Linked DNA regions of Ovis aries: region 2 is linked to region 1. A link is a contact called in public Hi-C data. All regions are on one chromosome and are shown on one strand. The core of a region is the stretch at or near the end of the contact, and the rest is flanking DNA. Distances in the headings are between cores, read along the strand shown. Region 1 has its middle 36 kb from the start of SNRNP48. Region 2 overlaps LOC132658319 (a long non-coding RNA gene).

Region 1 (6,592 bases), core at 1,747-4,246:
CCCCGACCAGTTTTTGTGAAAACCTTAGATACCCTAAGTGTACGTGCCCAAACCCACCTCCCCAAATTCCCTGAAACTACTCTGAACAAAGGCAAAGAAAGATCCAATCAAAGTTAACCGGTGATTCACATGCCTTAAGCCTAGGTAGTTAACAGTGGACAATTATCAGTAGGCCTGTGGTCATACCCCAATAAGCATAATAGAATTTACGATTCTATTTGGTTACACAGATAATTACCGAATTCTTTTAGGCAACGGAGAGTCTAGGTACAAGCCCTGGGGCTCTTCCTTCTGGAGGGGTCTGGTTTTCCAGTTGGTGCATCGTTTCCATAGATACTGGGCTTATAGCTCAAAGTCCACAGTCCGGCCCAAGATGGAGTCCTGCTTTCAAGATGGAGCCTGTTCTGCCTGTTTCCTCCTTCACTAGGAGGAAGGCTCTGTCTACTGGATGAGCTGGGGAATCACAGTGGGGAGTTCTGGGGGTGAGCCCTGCCCGTGTCATTAGATCTGGCAGAGTGGAAGTGATGGTTCCCTCGACACCAGTGGTTGGATTAGAGTCAGATGCTCTAGCTGATGACCAGGCCCCCTTGAAAATCACCTTGACCAGGGGGCGGGCCGGGGGTGTCCCGGTGCTAGCGATCCATGCTGGTTGCTAGAGGCACCTGAAGCGTGTCCGTGGAGACAGCCTCACGGGCGGGACTCCCAGTTGCCCTGAGCTTGGACGTGGGTTACCTTATCCCGGGACGCACAACGCAGGCTCGCCATCCGGGCTCCTGTGGTTTCCTCACCGTCTCCACCAGAGTCTGGCTTTTCCTTTTTGTTGCAAGAAAAAACTTGAACATCTGAGATTGAAAGGACATATCTACGGGCCTTCCCTGGCTGTCCAGTGGTTAAGACTCCGCCTTCCAGCGCAGGCGGTGTAGGTTTTATCTCTGGTCGGGAAGCGAAGATTCCACATGCCTGGAAGCCAAAAGACCAAAGCATAAAACAGAAACAATACTGTAACAACATCAATTAGGTCTTTAAAAATGATCCGCATCAAAAAGGAAAACTGTTTGAAAAAGGACACTTATACTGGGGAGAGAAGCCCTGTGAGAAGTCTGCTGAGAGCAGGACCCCCACCCGCTCCTAGGGGCGGTGCCCGTCTTCACCTCCCCTTTCAGCTTCCCGCAGGGAAGCAGCTAATTGATTCTGGGAGCAAACTGAAAGTCTCTCAGCGGGTTGGGGGCATCTCCCAGAACTTGTCTTCATCTCAAAGGCAGAATGTGGAAAAAAGGTTCATTGATCCCTTTTCATTTGGTATCAACACTTCTGCTGGTTTTGTGTGTTCATTTTGTCATCTTTGAAAACATGAGTTACTATTAACCACGTTATCAAACGTGACTGTCTTTGCAGAATGTTTTAAAGTATTTTTCCTCCTTCTTTGTGGCTTTCTTTCTCTTCTTCAAGGAGCTACAGGTAACTTGGTTGGAAAAGTGGAAGTGAAACTGTTAGTCGCTCAGTAGAGTCTGACTCTCTGCGACCCCACGGACAGTAGCCCACCAGGCCCCTCTGTCCATGGGATTCTCCAGGCAAGAATACTGCAGTGGGTTGTCACCCCTTCTCCAGGGACTTGGGTGGAAAGGAGACCTGACCTCCAAGGCTTGTTCTTTGGGATGTCCTGCCTCGGGGGAGTTGACGTCTCAGAGGAGCAGGACACAGGATCCCTGGCCTGGTCAAACATCCCTGTGTGCCCAGAATTTCATAGGCGTATCAAGGCACTCGACACTTGGAAACTACTCGGACCAACAGAGGCTTCCTGTCATCAGCCCTCTAAGACTGGCAAAAAATATCCTTGTGACCCACCAGTACAGCCAAGTGACCTGGGGACTGGTCACTTGCTATCCGAGGGGTGCTGGTAACCCATCCTTTTGCCTTGGTCCAGGGAAGACTCTGCCACCTTTTTACTTCCCTGAAGATGGAAAAAGTACCTTCTGAAGGACAGAGGTCAACTGCCCCTTCCTCTCCAACTCAGGGAATGTGGCCACCAAGTTGAAATTTACTTGATCTAAAGAAAGATTTAAAAATCCATTTTATCTAGTGTACTTGATGGCATCCCAGGTGGCACAGTGGCAAAGAATCTGCCTGCCAATCCAGGAGACCCAAGAGATGCGGATTCGAGCCCTGGGTCAGGAAGATCCCCTGGAGTAGGTAATGGCAGCCCACTCCGGTCTTCTGGCCTGGAGAATTCCGTGGACAGAGGAGCCTGGTGGGCTCCAGTCCGTGGGGCTGCAAAGAGTCAGACACAGCTGAGTGCACGCACACAAGTGTGCTTGATTTTGAGGTCTGAGAATAGTCTCATATTCCCATCTCATATTATGTTAATTTGCAGAAGTCAGGATACCATCCGCTCTTGATTTTGTGGTCCCTGGAAAGGAATAGCATGCAGAATTGCAACCCACTATTAATTCCAAACTGCTTTTCCTCCTTGTAAGCCTTTTTATGAGGGGTTGATTTTTTTTTTTTTTCTAAACAGCAAGGTATATTTCTTCTCCTTTCTCCCCTTAATGTAAGCTAAAATCATATACAGCCACTCTAGTAACACGGTTTGGCAGGTTTTTTTTTTTTTTTTTTAAACGAAGTGTATGCTTACCACACGACCCAGCAATCCCACTGATAGGGTATTTACCCAAAGAAGTGAAAACACATGTCCACACAAAGGCCTGAACTTGACCGCTCACAGCGACTTCACTCACAATAGACAAGAACTGGAAACAATTCAAACGTGCCGCTGATCAAAGGAGCACAGTCCATCCGTACAACGATGGATATTCACTGTACGGATACTCATTCAGCAAGCGGAGTGAATTACCGATACAAGTTACCGCATGGATGAAGCTCAAATATGTAATGCAAAGTGAAAGCAGCTTGGACGCGGGAGAACATACTGGATGATTCCAGGATCTGAAATCCTCTGCAAAGCGAAACCACAGTGGCAGAAACCAGAGTGCTTGCCAGGGGTCAGGGAAGGGCGGAATCGACGGCCAGAGGACACGAGGGAGCTTCTGGGAGAGCTGGAGACGCTGTGTGTCGTGCCTGTGGTGATGGGAACCATGTGTCAAACCTCATCACGCTTTACACATAAAACTGGTGAATTTTATTGTTTAGGGATTATTTCCCCAAAAGTTGACAAAAATCATGTGGGGGAAACATTAAGTAATGAAGGTATTGAGAGAGTGGTTCCTGAGCCTGCGAGGACCTCCCCGGTTGCTGAGGTCAGGTTTTCTTTACTGCTCTTGAACTGCACACGAGCGGGTCCCTGAGGTCCCCACCCCTCGCCACCGCCCCCTGCCAGTGCTCAGGCCGGAGAGCCCTCCCGCCTTCTCCAGCACCTTTCCTTCTGCTGGGGAGGAGCCAGGCTGTCTGGGTCCAAGGGAGCCAAGGGGAGCCCTTCCCCACAGAGTCCTTCCCTAACTCCCCTTGTCGAGGTTTTCCTTTGAGCTGGCCCTTCATCCCCTCAGCTTTATTGCTGACCTTGGGCAAGATTTATCACATGTGTGTGAGTGAAGGTACTCACGCTAGAGAACAGAGAAACAGACCACTAGGAAAGATACAGAATGAGAGAGAAAGGCACTCATTTTAAGGAATTGACTCCCACAGGGTTTTGGAACTGGCAGATCTGAAAATTGCAGGGCAGGCTGGCCGGCTGGGAATGCCCTGAGTGGAGGCAGTCTTGAGTCTGCAGGCTGGACACGCAGGCAGAACTCATCTGCGGCCATCCAGAGGCAGCGTTCCTTCTTGCTCTAAGTCGCTCAGTCATGTCTGACTCTGCGACCCCGTGGACAGCAGCCCGCCAGGCTCCTCTGTCCATGGGATTCTCCAGGCAAGAGTAATGGAGTGGGTTGCCATGCCCTTCTCCAGGGGATTTTCCCAACCCAGGGATCAAACCTGTGTCTTTTATGTCTCCTGCACTGGCAGGCAGGTTCTTTACCATCAGCATTACCTGGGAAGCCCTTTTTCCTTCTTAGGGGGACCTCAAACTTTGTTCCTAAGGCCTTCAACTGGTTAGACAAGGCCCACCCAACATGTTTGAGGGTAATCTGCTTTATTTAAAATCTACTGATTTAAATGTAAATCACATCTTTAAAAGAAAACCTTTTTACACAACGCCTCAACTGATGTCTGACCAGTCAATTGGATATCATAGTCCAGCCAAGTTGACACATAAAACTAACCATCACAAATGGGTACCCACATCTTCAGTAGCCTCTTTCCTGTCACTTAAAGGCATTAAGTGCCACCCAAAAGTCTGGGTTTGGGCTCTAGCTCTGTTGTTTGCTGGTTGTGTTACCTTGGGAAAGTTCCTTGTCTCTCTGGACCTCTGTTTCCCCAATATAAGCCAGGAGCAGCAGTAGGATTGTTAACATAAGGATTAAATGAGTTAACACAGTACCTTCAAAGAACCTAGATGAGTACTCACCACATATAACCTAACTACTTTATGCCCAGCATTATTCTAAACTTCATAAATACTAGCTGATTTTCCAGAAAAGTTTCTATTTATCTTAAAATTACTTTTATTGGTTAAGAAACTCCTTAATCACTGCCAATGAATGACTTGAATCAAGGAAGATGAAGGGAAAGCAAATATTTGCAGTAAATTGGACAAGATAAAGAAAAGGGATTCAGAGCTTCCCTGGTGGCCCAATGGTTAAGAATTCACCTTGCAATGCAAGGGACACGGTTTCGATCCCTGGTCCGGGAAGATCCCACGTACCATGGAGCAACTAAGCCCAGGTGTTGCAACTTGCTGTGGCCACAACAACAGAGTCCCTGGGCCGCAGTGAAGGATTCCAAATGATACGATGGAGGTCCTGCATCTAAGACTCAATTCAGACAAATAACTAGAATTTTATTAAAGAGAAATGGGTTTCAAATTCAAATATTAAAAAAAAAAATGCCCCAGAATCTCCCTCCTACCTACTTCTTTATTGACATTTTCAAGTCCTGCCGTTTAAGATAATTTTTAAAGGCTTCTTGATCAGTGATATTCTAATTTTGTTATTTAATCATTCAGTTCAGTTTAGCTCAGTCATTCAGTTGTGTCTGACTTTTTGCGACCCCATGGACTACAGCACACCAGGCCTCCTTGTCCATCACCAACTCCTGGAGTCTACTCACACTCATGTCCTTTGAGTTGGTGACGCCATCCAGCCATCTCATCCTCTGTCATCCCTTTCTCCTCCCACCTTCAATCTTTCCCAGCATCAAGGTCTTTTCCAATGAGTTAGTTCTTTGAATCAGGTGGCCAAAGTATTGGAGTTTCAGCTTCAGCATCAGTCCTTCCAATGAATATTCAGGACTGATTTCCTTTAGGATTGACTGGTTTGATCTCCTTGCAATCCAAGGGACTCTTAACAGTCTTCTCCAACATCACAGTTCAAAAGCATCAATTCTTCGGCGCTCAGCTTCTTTATAGTCCAACTCTCACATCCATCCATGATGACTGGAAAGACCATAACTTTGACTAGATGGACCTTTGTTGGCAAAGTAATGTCTCTGCTTTTTAACATGCTGTCTAGGTTAATCATTAGTGTGGCAGAATTTTCTTTTTGTGATAGTGTATAAAAAGCATCTTTTCATATATTATACTTTAAACATACATTTCTGAGCTGATGAGAACTCAGTCATCACCAATCACCTTTCCATGGGAAAATGTATTCTACGATCTAAGCAAATAGCTTACAAACTTTTAGTCAATAACCTGTCTCAAATTTGCTGACTTCTATTTTAAATACAGACACTATAATGAAGTAGTTAAGGACCAGGGTTTTGTAGCTTTCAAAAAGCCCAGCCTGGCCATCTGAAGTAGCATCTTCGTGGCAAGTTGCCTAAACCCTCAAAGCTTCAGTTCCTCTACTTGTTAATAAAGATAGCAACACTACATTATAGATTTGTTGGAAGGATTAAAATGAATTTTTCTAGCACAGAAAAAGTGTTCAATAAATGAAATTATTCTACTCTAGATATTATACTACTCATAATACTTCATTTATTTGGTGTCAAATCCTTATACTTTGCTTTCCAAATGAGAAAAGTGGGTGGAGATATTAGTAGTTCCTCCTCCAGGGACACCCCTAGTGGTCCAGAGGTTAGGACTCTACATCCATTGCAAAGGTCACAGGTTCAACCCTTGGTTGAGGATCTAAGATCCTGCATGACTTGTGGTGTGGCCAAAAAGGAAAAAAAAAAAGTATCCCCTCTTCCAAACTCTCTAAGGATATACATTCATCCACATTTCTCCAAAATTATTTGTTTCCACTTAAGAACTTCATAACCCACTGTCATCTGGCTTCAGCAAGCAGCACTGAGGTCAACCATGACCTCTGCATCGCCAAACCCAAAGGGCACTTTGGTAACTCAATCAGTAAATAAATAATCTGCCTGCAATGCAGGAGACCCTGGTTCGATTCCTGGGTTGGGAGGGTCCCCTGGAGAAGGAAATGACAACCCACTCTGGTATTCTTGCCTGGAAAATCCCATGGACAGAGGAGCCTGGTGGGCTATAGCCCATGGGATCCAAAGAGTCAGACACGAATTAGTGACTAATCCC
Region 2 (6,150 bases), core at 2,360-4,859, 680 kb before region 1:
AAATAAGGCTTATAATTTCAAGTTTCAACCCCATCCCTGCTCCCCAGGGCCGAAGGGATCAGTGGTTTGCTTCCACCAAACAGTAGTTTCAGCTCCCTTGGAATTAGCACATTAACCTCTGTGACCACCACCCCCAATTTAAGGAAAGTTAAAGGTGGCTCGCTCCAAACTTTGCTTCATAGTGAAGCGAGTCTTTTTTCCTCTAAGGAGCTTCATACTACAAAAACTCGGAACTCATGAAAACTCACTTTCGCATCGTTTCCTGCTGAGCAGCGAAGCTCAAGCACGACGCTTGGCTTTTGCCAGATTTGGGGCTTATTGCAGGAAAACAGTGCTTTCCTCTTTTAGCTTCTTTCCACCACCTCTGGAGACAAGCTTGCCAGCTACCAAAACAAAATGTTTCCCAGTTTCTCCTCCCACACTTGTGAACTTTGTTCCTTGATTAGGTACCAGACTCCCCTGGAAACAGAACTGGACAATGTTCAACCAATCACTGCGGGTTCTTCAAACACAAGAGACGCTGTTTCACGAGGTGTGTGTGTCCTCCCTGCCTCGCCTTTCAGCGTTTGAGCTGGTTTTCGGGGCTGCAGCAGGGGAGCCCTGTCCCCAGGAAGCAGGAGAAGGAAGCCACTCGGGGTGCACAGAGGATAGGCCCTGCACCCTCCTCTTTAGGCCCAGCAAGGAGCTGTGAGCAAGCAGGTGGATGGCACGGCCGTAGGACAGGCTGGTCCCAGCTCCCAAGCTAAAAAATTCCAGTTACTTCACAGCTGGCAGTGAGACACTGGGCCGCTCCCCCCTCCAGCCCCCAGCCAGACCCACCAGGCCTGCCTGCCTTTGACATTCCCCCCAGCCCCTCCCAAGAGCAAGGGCTGGTCCTTGGTGCTGGGGGAAGGGAAAGAGCCTGCTTACTTGCAAGGAATCTCTTTGTGGACCCTCCACGAAGGCATGGGGCTGCTGTTGCCAAGGGAGCCGATAGAGGGCAGCATGTGCTAACAGATAACTAGAGCCGGCTTCTCTTCCAAGGGCAGGGCGTCTCAGAGAACACATGCTGGGGTTCCCGCGTGTCAGCAGAAAAACAAATCTGAGAGACTTGAGGGAGGGCTGGGCTGGGAGACAGAGGAACGTCCCTCCAAGCCAGGCCGTGTGCAGGAGACACTGCTCAGGGAAGAGCCAGGCAGCATGTCCTGGCAGAGGCTGGGCATATAAACCCAGGAGACGCAGGCCCCTGAGCAGAGCGACACCTCCCGCCCCACGAGCCTGCGTCTCATGGGCTCCTCGGCCTCTCCTAGCCCCAGTTCAGCGCCTGGACCTCGAGCAGAGAGGGCATCGTGTGTCCCAGCGTGCTTCAGCCTTCTGGACTGAGAGGACAGGGGAGCGCCCTGAGGCTGGCAGATGCTGGGGGCCTGGCTGGGTCTGAGAAGGGAAGTGCGACCCCGCCAAGTGCGATGAGGTGGCTCAGTTCCGAGGGCAGTGCCGGGCTCTGAGCTGATGGGTGTCAGCCTCGCGGCTCTCAGCCCAGAGAGGGAGGGCGGGGCAGACGGGAGCTGACGCTCTGGGGTGCCCCGCAAGAGCAGCTCTGCACTCAAAGAGCTCCCAGCATCCCTCCTTCTGACCCCTGGGGCACCCTGCCCAAGGGGAGAGCCCGGCAGCGTGCTGAGGAGCAGAACCCGGAGCCGCGGCTCAGCCCTGACCTCCGTCCAAGTCACCAGGGGCAGGAGCAGAGGTGTCTGTGCAATCCAAGGACTGTCTTTTCCCACGAGCCCCTGGCCAGCCCGGTCCAGGCGAAGGACAGGCTGCGCCCTAACAGGCTGGGGAGTGTCTGCTTGCAGGTGACGGCGCCAAAGCCCCCGCCCGAGGTTTCAGCCCCTGCACAGGCCCCAGGGCCTCACTTCCTCCTCCATCCCTCAACCTCTCCCATCTCCTCTCCTCCCAGAGACCCAGCCGGTCCCCGCACTGCACCGCGCTTGCGGCCGTGCCTGCCATTTCTTCATGGAGCGATGATGGTTTTCCGAGCACCGTTCACATGTCTTTTCCCAAATCACGTGCATTGAAAAGCAGCAACACAGCAAGAATGAGGGTGCCAGGACCCCCAGCACCCCTAGCTCTGGACCCTGTCGGGCTCAGCTTCTGGGCCCTCGTCCCCCCCTCCTTCCATCCCATGATCCAAGGGAGAGGGGCTGCAGCCTCTAAGCCAGGGACAGGCTAATTATAGAAGTGACACCGTAGAGAATAGGACGCACTTGGAACTGAACGGGAGCCTCGCGCTGCCGGGAGGGTTTCCAACTTCCAACAGCACCAGGCGCGGTATTCAGACTAAGTTTCCCACTGACAGCAGTTTAAAAGCTGGACAATGTAGAAAAGGACTCCAAGCCTTCTGCTGCAATTTTTAAATATTGAGAAGTAAAGAATGTTGGCTTTTGATGCGAGGAATGAAGGACTGGGGTGCACGCCTCTCTGATCACCTCGGCATCAGAAATAAGGTTAGACAGTAACTGTGCAGCCTTTAAAAAGGAGATGCCAGCACCTGTGACAACATGGGTGGGCCTGGAGCCCCCCGTGCTGTGACACAGAGAAACACTGTAGGATTTTGCTTGTAGGTGGAATCTGTGATAGTCCGATGCACAGAATTGGCAAGTAGACAGAGAGAGAAATGGCATGGTGTGGGTCACAGGGCTTCAGTTACGCAAGATGAGTATGTTCTAGACAGAAAGAACATACTTGTCATACAGCGTGGTGACTGTTGCTAACAATACTGTCCTGGATGCCTGAGAGTTGCAAAAGAGGACTGAGCTAAGGGGAAACCATCTCACCTCTCACACACATACACACACACGACGGAAACTACGTGAAGGTGAGGGATGTGTCAGTCAGCTTGGGATCTTTTCCGTGTCTACGTGTATATTATCTTCTGCTCAGATGTTCAGTCGTGTCTGACTCTTTGCTACCCCATGGACTGTAGCCCGCCAGGCTCCTCTGTCCATGGGATTCTCCAGGCAAGAATACCAGAATGGGGTGTCATTTCCCCCTCTGGGGACTCTTCCCCGCCCAGGGTCTGAACCCTCATTTCTTGCATCTCCCGCATTGACAATCGGATCCTTTACCACTGGCCCACCTTGGGAAGCCCCACAGTGTCTATGTATATCAAAACATTAAGCTGGACACCTTAATTAGGTACGATTTTTCCATGTCAAAGATATTTTAGAAAAAAAAAAAGAATTTTAAAATTGGAAAGTGGAAAACACAGGCTAGAATGACAAGGGGACACAGGAAGGAAGCAGAAGAGGCGGCAGCACCGTGAGCACGACAGATGGGGGCGCCCACGGCCCTGGGCGGGGACCCAGGGAGCAGACTTTCAGGTTGATGGTGACCTCGCCCAGAGGGATGTTTTCACTTCTTGAAAACCTTTAGGTGGAGGAAATACACCCATCAGTCTTTGCTGAATACAGCTGCCTGGGAAGAGCAAGGCTGAGTGGAAAACAGGCCTTGAAACCAAACCTCGCGCCTAGTACTTTGTTACGTAACTCAGCGGAAGCCTAGCGTCTCTTCTGGTCGGAGGCTCTCCAAACATTTGGGGAATGCGGCCTTTGGAGAGATGTTTGCAGAGGTTACCCTGGACACTCAGCGAGGGCTGTGACCCAGCCCTGACCACGGGGCGGGGGGAGGGGAGCGGATCTCAGCCAGGCTCCACGTTCAGTGTCCAGAGCCTCTCAGGCCCACCTGCCTACTGCCTTGCTCCAGCCAAGGATACTTCTGGAGCGCGGTTTCTTCCTTGGGAAAACAGAGACGAATAACATGAAAACAGTAACACATTTACTTCCATGGAGTTTTGACTGACTCTGTGGAACTGAACCATGTCTTTATGCGTAAATCACGTTAGTTCATGCCGACTGGAGTCGGATGGACTTGCTATGTTCTCTGAGCCTCACGTACCCGTAAAACCACCCCGAGTAAGACAGGATTGTAGGGCACAAAATGCTCAGAAGAGCTTTCTTCAAAGTGCACGCGTGCTCAGTTGCTGCAGCCGTGTCCAGCTCTTTGTGACCCTATGAACTGTAGCCCACCAGGCTCCCCTGTCCGTGGGATTCTCCAGGCAAGAATACTGGAGTGGGTTGCCATTTCCTCCTCCAGGGGATCCTCCTGAGGCAGGGATCAAACCTGCATCTTCAGCCATTGGCAGGCAGGTTCTTTACCACTGAGCCATCTGGGAAGCCCCTTCTTTAATGCTTTCCAAATAGTTTTGTGGGCAACTTGTAGGGAGAAACATGTTTCACATCTCTTCCCAGCACACACAACACAGGCATACTCAACTGAAACAATATTTAATCTCACTCTGTGCAATACACACCATCTGGCATTTTCTACGCTCTTTCATTTGTTAAAACGCTAGTCATAGCTCACTCACTATAGGCTGTACAGACTGAGTCTCTACAGCTCCCAGTCTGAGAAACATTGGCTGGGGGCTTCCAAACAGGAAGAGAGACTGACCACTCATTTTTCACCTTTCCCTTCATAAACCCTATTAAAATGGTGATAAAGGAATGAAATGCCATAGACCCACAAAGACAAAGGACACAGGAGGGGGCGTCGATGGATGGGAGACTTTGACAAGTTTTTAGAAGACAGATCACTGGGTTTCCATCACAGTAAATGACAGAAGAACCCTTAGTCACTAGACAATTTGCCTTATTCTTCCTTGTAATAAGATTCAGATTGTATTTAAGTCCTCAGCCTCCACTGCAAGGTCATGGTGTCAGGAAAGACCAACCTCATCTTCAGCTCCAGGGAGTAAACCTTGATTCAGTTCAGTTCAGCTCAGTTGCTCAGTCGTGTCTGACTCTTTGTGACCCCATGAATCGCAGCACACCAGGCCTCCCTGCCCATCACCAACTCCCAGAGTTCACGCAGACTCATGTCCATTGAGTCAGTGATGCCATCCAGCCATCTCATCCTCTGTCATCCACTTCTCCTCCTTCCCCCAATCCCTCCCAGCATCAGAGTCTTTTCCAATGAGTCAACTCTTCGCATGAGGTGGCCAAAGTACTGGAGTTTCAGCTTTAGCATCATTCCTTCCAAAGAAATCCCAGGGCTGATCTCCTTCAGAATGGACTGGTTGGATCTCCTTGCAGTCCAAGGGACTCCCAAGAGTCTTCTCCAACACCACAGTTCAAAAGCATCAATTCTTCGGTGCTCAGCTTTCTTCACAATCCAACTTTCGCCTCCATACATGACCCCTGGAAAAACCTTGATTAGCTGAAGACAATCATATTAATTTTATTTCCCTTGTCTAGTGATTCATTTAAGAAGAGCCGTAACACCTAATTTTGGGTGTGGGGTCTTGATAGAAAGTCTGCCAATGATGGGATTAATTCTAGGAAACATTCTCCAGTTTTAAAGAGTCAGAGGACAAGGTAATTCCAACTTCTGCCTCTGGAATATAAGCCATTGCCATATTGTACCCACAAAAGGAACTACCCAAGGCATTCTGGCAAAACAAACAGATTTTTTTAAAACCAGGGTTCCTGATGTAATTCAGCCACTGAGTTAAACAACCTGAAAGCCACCTTATCCCAGGACTTTTATATCATTCAAGAAAATGAATCCACTTGTCATTGGGGACATTTTAATTGGGTTTTCTTCACTTCCAGGATCCTAACTGACACAACAAGGTGTGTCATCATAAAACTCCACCACATCGGGGGAAACTGAGGGCCCTCGAACTCCCAAGGAGAGAAAATCGAGGAAGAACACAGAGGAACAGGAAGGAAAATGGTACAACGGATACAGCATTGGATGCTAGGACAATTAATGACTTCAAAATTCTAACAGAAAATGACATTCTATCTGGAATTCAATAACCAGGGCTTCACTGGCAGCTCCACGGTTAAAGAATCCATCTGCCAAGGCGGGAGACACAGCAGACGTGGGTTCGATCCCTGAGTTGGGAAGATCCCCTGGAGAAGGAAATGGCAACCCACTCCAGTGTTCTTGCCTGGGGAATCCCATGGACAGAGGAGCCTCCGGGGCTACAGTCCACGGGGTGGCAAAGTGTCAGAGACTTACTGAACAACAAAACGGAACAAGAATGAAAGCAGGTAAAGGTATTTTTATACACACAAGGATAAAAATATATATATATTTTAATCTCCCATG

The links. Hi-C and Micro-C count contacts between places; a contact is called where the count stands out from the background.
Region 2: a contact with region 1 is called in a Hi-C map of liver, with 4 times the contacts expected there. The contact joins two enhancer-like sites. A contact is called at or near these places in 5 of 16 Hi-C or Micro-C datasets (blood, hypothalamus, liver and 2 more).

Annotation. Positions count from the first base shown.
Region 1 is chr20:46,944,630-46,951,221 of ARS-UI_Ramb_v3.0, reverse strand. No RefSeq gene overlaps it. Among named protein-coding and RNA genes, the nearest start is that of SNRNP48, 36 kb to the left of the region's middle. Within about 2 kb of position 2,996, at least 2 of the 54 cell types and tissues checked have an H3K27ac peak or open chromatin away from gene starts, as enhancers often do. A contact at or near this core is called in liver, where this site is marked.
Region 2 is chr20:47,624,915-47,631,064 of ARS-UI_Ramb_v3.0, reverse strand. LOC132658319 (a long non-coding RNA gene) reads right to left here. Exons shown (of 2, transcript XR_009597761.1): 2 at 4,306-6,150. It overlaps LOC105603892 (a long non-coding RNA gene), which reads right to left and starts at 407. Exons shown (of 5, transcript XR_001436416.4): 1 at 1-407. Within about 2 kb of position 3,609, at least 11 of the 54 cell types and tissues checked have an H3K27ac peak or open chromatin away from gene starts, as enhancers often do. A contact at or near this core is called in liver, where this site is marked.